Linked DNA regions of Mus musculus: region 1 is linked to region 2. Evidence: chromatin contacts called from public Hi-C data. All regions are on one chromosome and are shown on one strand. Each heading gives the region's core, a stretch centred on a gene start, on an enhancer-like site or on the middle of the called end of the contact. The rest is flanking DNA. Distances are from core to core; before and after follow the strand shown. Region 1 has its middle 82 kb from the start of Gm31641. Region 2 holds the start of Kcnj6 (potassium inwardly-rectifying channel, subfamily J, member 6).

Evidence for each region. Hi-C and Micro-C count contacts between places; a contact is called where the count stands out from the background.
Region 1: a contact with region 2 is called in a Hi-C map of the N1E-115 cell line, with 23 times the contacts expected there. The contact joins the enhancer-like site here to the promoter of Kcnj6 in region 2. A contact is called at or near these places in 11 of 39 promoter capture datasets (cranial neural crest, embryonic stem cells, epiblast stem cells and 6 more), 31 of 484 Hi-C or Micro-C datasets (the AtT-20 cell line, LSK cells, the N1E-115 cell line and 17 more), 17 of 115 datasets of contacts at active chromatin or transcription factors (astrocytes, bone marrow-derived dendritic cells, differentiating embryonic stem cells and 10 more) and 1 of 9 other capture datasets (pancreatic islet).

What each region holds. Positions count from the first base shown.
Region 1 is chr16:95,340,029-95,343,591 of GRCm38.p6, forward strand. No RefSeq gene overlaps it. Among named protein-coding and RNA genes, the nearest start is that of Gm31641, 82 kb to the left of the region's middle. Within about 2 kb of position 1,578, at least 55 of the 459 cell types and tissues checked have an H3K27ac peak or open chromatin away from gene starts, as enhancers often do. A contact at or near this core is called in the AtT-20 cell line, the N1E-115 cell line, cardiomyocytes and 8 more, where this site is marked.
Region 2 is chr16:94,995,930-94,999,113 of GRCm38.p6, forward strand. It overlaps Kcnj6 (potassium inwardly-rectifying channel, subfamily J, member 6), which reads right to left and starts at 1,767. Exons shown (of 4, transcript NM_010606.2): 1 at 1,258-1,767. It overlaps Gm31407 (a long non-coding RNA gene), which reads left to right and starts at 2,299. Exons shown (of 2, transcript XR_385080.4): 1 at 2,299-2,795.

The sequences.
Region 1 (3,563 bases), core at 328-2,827, 340 kb after region 2:
AGCGCCACATGCCTTGTCGCCTGGACTGCTGGCTCAGAAGCATTCAGGAGCTTTTGCCAGACAAGAAAGACCTCAGGCTCACCCTGGGCCCACACCCGAGTCTGTCTTTTATAAGATCTTAAAGCTACTTCCTTCAGGGCACATTAAACTCTAAGAATCTTTGGTCTCCTCGGTGTCAGCTGTGGTAACTGTACCTTCCCTACCAGTCAGTACCTTGGAGAAAAAAAGACAGACAGACAGAGGGAAGAGAGAAACAAAGGAAGGAAGAAAGGAGGGGAGAAGAAGAAAGGAGAGAAATGGGAGAAAGAAGAGAAAGGAGAACACAGGAGTTTAGGAAGAAGGAAGAGGTAAAGAAATAAAAGGATGCAGAGAAGACAGAAGGAGGCAGTGAGGGAAAGAGATTAAGATGGAAGGAATGGACAAAGGGATAGAGAGAAGAGAGAGTGGGAGACTGGGGAAGTAGGATGTGACAGGGAGAGAAAAGAGGAGAGAGATACAGAAAGGCAGAGACAGCGAGACACACAGAGATGAGAGAGATGCAGAGACAGACAGAGAGCCAGAGACAGAGAGAGAAAGAGAGAAAGGAGAGAGAAGAGATGAGAGAGACAGAGAGACACAGAGAGCGACAGAGACAGCAAGATACAGCGAGAAAGGGAAAAGAGAGAGAAAGACACACAGAGAGACAGAGACAGACAGAGAGACACACAGAGAAAGCGAGAGACAGAAAGAGAGAGAAGAGAGGAGAGATACAAAGAGAAACAGAGAGAAAGAGAGAAAGAGAGAGAGGAGAGAGAGAGAGAGGGAGGAGAGAGAGACACAGAGACAGAGAGACAGATTTCACGTTCAGCCTGATCTTTAACATCTAAAGCTTTAGCCAGTGGATGACACTGCAGGGTGGGACTAAGGACCTTGGAATGAGAGGCCTCCTTTTTCACTGCCTTCCTCTTCCTAAAACTCAAGCTTATTCACAGTTCCTGTAAAGGATATTAAGCCTCGGAGATTACAGGCACTTCGTCACTGGGGGATCGGGAAGGGGAAGGGATCGCACTAAACCTAGAGTTAGCCTGAGTGCAACTAATTGAAACCCTCAATTAATAGGATCAGCTTCCGCCTTCAGGACAAAAGCAAACACTACGAAGACAAATTAGCACTGGGATTTTTCCGTCATCCCCCTCTGGTGACATTCTGAACGCACTGACTACTGGGTACACAAGGAGCTTTGTGGGTTGTTGACAGCAGGCTGGGAAGACCAGGCTTGCCAGCCTCGCTCTGGATGGGCCTGCCACCTTAGCAGGCTGCGTCCTGTCTGAGCTTCATTTCTGGCCTGTGCAGTAGGGACTAAAATAACAACCATCTATTCAGAGAGCCTTGGCTGAGAGAAGTTGGGCTTGCTCCCAGGTCTGGGTTCCCTTCAACCTCCCTGTCTCCAGATCCTCCTGTCAAAGCACAGCTTGGGTGCACTGTACGCGCGCGCGCGCGCACACACACACACACACACACACACACACACACACACACGGTCTGAGTCCGCCAGCAGAGGGCGTGTTTTCCCCACAGCCTGGGGTTGAGGCGAAGGCTTTTTCTGTTTAAAACCAAAGCTACCCACAAAGGATGGGATAAGGGTAAAGAGTGCTACCGGAGGTGCTGAGCTGGTTTAGGAAACACTGGCACCACCTTCTGGAACATCGCGGTATTGACGTCCCCGTGGAAGAAAGCTGGTTTCCGGCAGGCATAGTGTGTCTTGCGCCAATCTTGGAACCTCAAGGCTCTAACAGTTTTCTTTTCTTTTCCTCTGTCATTTTCCAATCTCCTCTCACTCTTAGTTTTTCCAGCCAGGCTGACCTGGAATTTGCTGTGTAGCAGAGGGTGACCTTGAACTCCTGATACCCCTGCTTCCATTGCCCAAATGCTGGGATCAACAGGCACGAGCTACCTTACCTGCAGTTTTTCCTCTTATATTCCTGTACCTCCTGGGATATAGCCAGAGTCTTACGCATACTGAGCTAGTGCTTTAATTCTGTATGTATTCTATCTCAGCCTCTGGTAATCACTCTTTACCGGGGTTTTGCGTGTCTTCCTTCTGTTTCCCAATGCAAGCCTTTCCCTGACTGTCTGATTAAGCGCAGCCTCTATAGTGAGGACTCTGTGAGTGTTTTATGCTCCCCCTTCCAGTAGAGGGCCCTTTCATCTCACAGACTGTTCAAAGCTCTGTGGCAAGGCAGTTAGGTGCTGGCCCCGGAACTGAGAACTCCACCTCCAGTCAATGTTCTGTTTCGACGTGGTGACTTAGGCAGGTGAGAGTCCCTGTCGCCTCAGTTTCCTTGTCCATAACAAGGCTGACTGCAGAAGCCACCCGGAATAGTCAGACACCCAGAAACCAGGACCCTATTTTCAGACTCAGCTGGGGGCACCTGGGAGCAAGGGTGGAGCCTACAGCAGAACTAGAGATAGGACCAGCCTCTTCTCTGCCTGGCCAGACTCAGTTTCCTTGGCCACCTCGTTTAACAATTGGCTACTAAGTGAGCAGAGGCCATTATGTACTGTGTTAAAATAAGACCATTCCGGGCAGTCTGACTAAAATCATTCCCCATGCCTGTTTGCTCCATTAGATCACATGCATACATTTCCCCAGTTAAATTAATCGGAATGATGGACTCCATCTTTAAAGGCAATGGAATAATAAATTGCCGTTATCCAAACAGGGAAATAGGCTCTGTGGGAGAGCGTCACACCGCAGCTTCACGGTGCTCTACTACGCGAAGGTCTCCTTTCTACCCGCACTCTCTCACTCAGAGAAATCAGCCCTTTAAAATTGCAGGCGTCTGATGGAGCAATAGAGAATGAACCTACACAGACTGAAGGATGCTGGGAGTCCAGACCCACGCTTTGTGAAGAACCACAAGTCTGTGACCACAGAGATGTCTTGCCATCATGCTCTTCCTGAGGGCATCAAAGAATTGGTCTCTGCTATTACTGGAAACCCTGAGGGCAGCACCACTGGGCCACTTGGGCTGGCTCTCTTCCCCTCAGAGACTGCCCCTCTGCCCTGTTATTCAGTGGAGTAGCAAGTCCCATAGGGAAAGCCCAGTGATATAGTGGAGATGTGGGTCCATGTTCCGCCTCGCCGCTGGGGTGTGTGAACGCCGCTCCGGAAGACAAAATGCAGGGGCGCTAGGCTACGTTCCATCTTCATCACCATCTGGGTGTCTGGAACACTTGATACTCGCTCAGGGAAGATGGAAGGCAGCCTAAGATGGGGACCCCAACCCCGGTGAGAAACCGCACAGGCTGGAGCCAAGGCTGTGGTTCTCAAAGCTCCCAGGCACCCAGACGCTGCTGGACTTCATGAGATGGGAATGGGCCCCCTCAGGCCAGTGCTGAGCCTAGGGTTGGAGGGTGTGGGGAATCTGACTTAGCCTAGAGTGAACGTCTAGAGCTCAGGGGCCTTCTGCGCCGTGTGACTCTGTAATGAAGGCCTTTCCCCACATCAGGTCTTATGAGAGAGACAGTCCTTGCTTGTTCAAATTGTTTATTCATAGTGGAAAAATGGATGCATACAACTT
Region 2 (3,184 bases), core at 517-3,016:
GCTGGAGCTGCTATGTCTCCTCCCACCTGGGTCGCCATGGAGACTCAGCGCCTTCCTTCTCCAGGCAAAATGGGCGAAGCTTAGTTAGCTCAGCCCTGATTGTAGCAAGCCCACTTTCTCGGACATTGTCCTTCTCCATTTTTATTTATTTATTTATTTTTTACCAAAAGAAAGCTAGCCAGGGCATTAGTGCTTGAACGGAAGTGCATAGCACACGGTACCTGAGAGCTCCCCAGGACCCGGAGACTTTGGAGAAAGCAGTTGGGAGCACACTGAAGCTATAATGAATTGCAAACTCCCAGACACTGGAGGGTTCCCCCCTCTCAGTCCTCTCCTTTTGGGGGAAGTAGAGGTGAAGAAGGGGTTGTTTGGAAAATTCTGTTATTTCCTTTTCAATAAGCTCAGGTTGTTTCTGTGACCTTTTCTATGTAGATCTGTTCCCCCTCTAATATTCTCTCCATATTGAACCCTGTATATATACCTGTGGATCCACCCAGGGCTTATTAGGCGTGGGGAATAAGAATACCATTTCAGTTAAAAAACTAACCCAAGCTTAACGTCTTGATACAAATGAACACATATCCAGAGAGAAGCTAAGTTAGCAGATTCATCTAGCCCCTAAATGCCATAAACACTTCGTGTGACCCTGGTGTTCCCTGCTTTCAGTTAGTTTACTTAGTCCTTGTCTTTCATCAGCACGGCACATCTCGGGTTTACTGATGAAGACTATGAGAAGTCCTCCCCTGTCTCAGGTTCATTTCGCCCTTCTGCTCACTTTTCCTCCTTCGCATCCTCTCCTCTTTATGCCCAAACAGAACAAGGCTACCGCTTTCCACCAAGACAATGGGCTTTTCCTAACTCTCCCTGCCTACCCCACCAGCCGCCCCTGCCTGCGGGATCATCTGTATGTTTGATCTTCACTAGAGGTGCTGGAGCAAGGTCCACAGTAACTGACCCATTCTCTAGCGCCCAGGGCAGGCAGACCCCTCCTCCCGCCACCCACCCAGGCGAGTTTTTAAGCAGCTAATGAAAACCCTATGAGACACATTTCCTTTTGGTTATGTAACCAAAGGCAGCTTTTCCTGCCTCTGGTGGACTTCAGCATCATGTCTCCGCTGAGTAGGGAATGCAAGCAGCCACAGTGGGGCTGGGGACCTGGCAGCCAGGACCCGAAGGCTCGAGGATCCTAGGACACGGAACATCTGTCTGGGATCCATGCCAGCTCCTCGCTTTCAGCAACTCAAACGCACTGCTTACCTTGTAGTGGACAGGGTAGGTTCACTCCATCCTGATCGCCTCTCTCGGAACGGAGCAAGATTCAATAATTCACTCCACGGTGAATGGCGAGGGAAGAAAATACAAGAAAAGGAGGAAACAGACCAACTGGAAGCAGATGGTCCAATTTCACATCAGCCCCGGCAGGCTTTCAGGAGACTCCATTCTGCTGCTAGCGGTTGGGTCCAGCTCCTGCTCCAGCTCCGACTCGCCGGTTCCCGCGGATCCCCACCCTCGGCCCGCCCAACCTCTCCAGCCAGGTGCTGCCGTCTGGTGACTGGCTCCCTCTGGCTGGAGGGCTGGGCGCTGGGGCCACCGCGGGGCAGAGGAGTGCGCGTGTGGGCAGGGACTGAGGAGGAAGCCCGGTTGCGAGGAAACTGGGGGACAGCCTTGAGTGGCAGAGGGAATAAATCCTCGTTTAGGAGCAAAGTGATAGACCTTGCAGGGAGACGTCATGAAAGCCGCAGATTCAACGAATGCTACTCGGTTCCAGCCCCACGGGCTGAGCCGCGCTGTCAGCGCACGAAGCGACGCGTCTCTGGATAAAAGCGGGCGCAGCGCCGCGCGCTGGAGAACCGAGGCGACACAGTGATCAGCTTCGCGGCGAGGCGGAAGAGATGGAGCCGGACCCTAGCTGCCCACCCTTCGCCCAGCCTCTTGTTCTTTTTAACCTGCAGTGGACTCAGGCGCTAAAACAGGGGAGCGCCACCGAGAAATAGGGGTTTCTAGTGCTGGGCGTGAGGAGTCTTTGGGTCTTAGATGCACAGGAACCTTCCATTCCCTCATGTCACTTAAGTCCTAAACTTGAGGATCAGTTTATGCCTACTTGTTATAGCTTCTCTTTTAGCTTTGACGAAAATTGAAAAGTGGGGTTTCTTCACTGCCATCCATTGGGCTGAAATAGATCACACGTGGCCAGCACAGCCCAGAGAGGCCTTAGCCAGCAAGAGGGGCCTGAGGGTGGGGGTGAGGGGGGGGGCCTGCAGCCCAAGACTTTGCTCACACAGATCTAAGAGCAAGTCTGTGCTGTGCTTTCTCTATCCTATCCACCACTCCAGGGACGTAGTGCCAGCTGCTGCCCCCACCCCTACTTTGGTTAAGCTTTCTGAGCTTTCTGAGTATAATCTCAACTGCCTGTAAACACACACACCCCTCGGACAGCCACCTAGTTTGGATTTAACCTGCTTTTGCATGGTTCTTTCAGGGGGCATCCCACAGTACAACCTGACTTTCTTTTACGGTCATTTTGCAAGCAGTAGCTCATTTCCAAAGCCTTCTCGCATCTAGCTTCCACCCAAGTACAGACCTGTTTATGCATTTTTAACCCAAGGAGAAATAGTTTCGCAAGGGTCTGTAAAAGTAATTGACACCACTGGCTGATAATTCTATAATGGCCCTATTAACCACGGGGTATTCTGTTTACTTCACAGCTCAAGAAGGTGACCCTTTCTGATGAAGGGATTCATCGAGATCTGCTCTTAGCAGTGAATGATATTTTATTCTAAACTCGCGCTCTAAAAGTAGGTGTGCATGCATGTTCATGCATGCGTGTGTTGTGTGTGTGTGTGTGTGTGTGTGTGTGTGTGTGTGTGTACCCACAGAGTATAGAAGAAAGCATCATATTACCCAAAGCATGAGTTACAGGGAATTATAAGCTGGGTAGTGTGGGTGCTGGAGTAGAATCTGGGTCCTCTGTAAGAGCAATGCAGGCCCTTAAGCTCTAAGTCATCTCAGCCCCTATTTGTATCTTTTAATGTCTCTCAGGAAGACTGTCTGCTTTCTGAGCCAACTTTGCTACAGAAAGGTGTTTACCTCAGTTTGCATCAACAGCTGGGCCCTCCTTACCCACACAGGCTACGAGTTTGTATTTGTTGATGATTTTCCCCGAGGGACTGTGATCTCAGTTGCT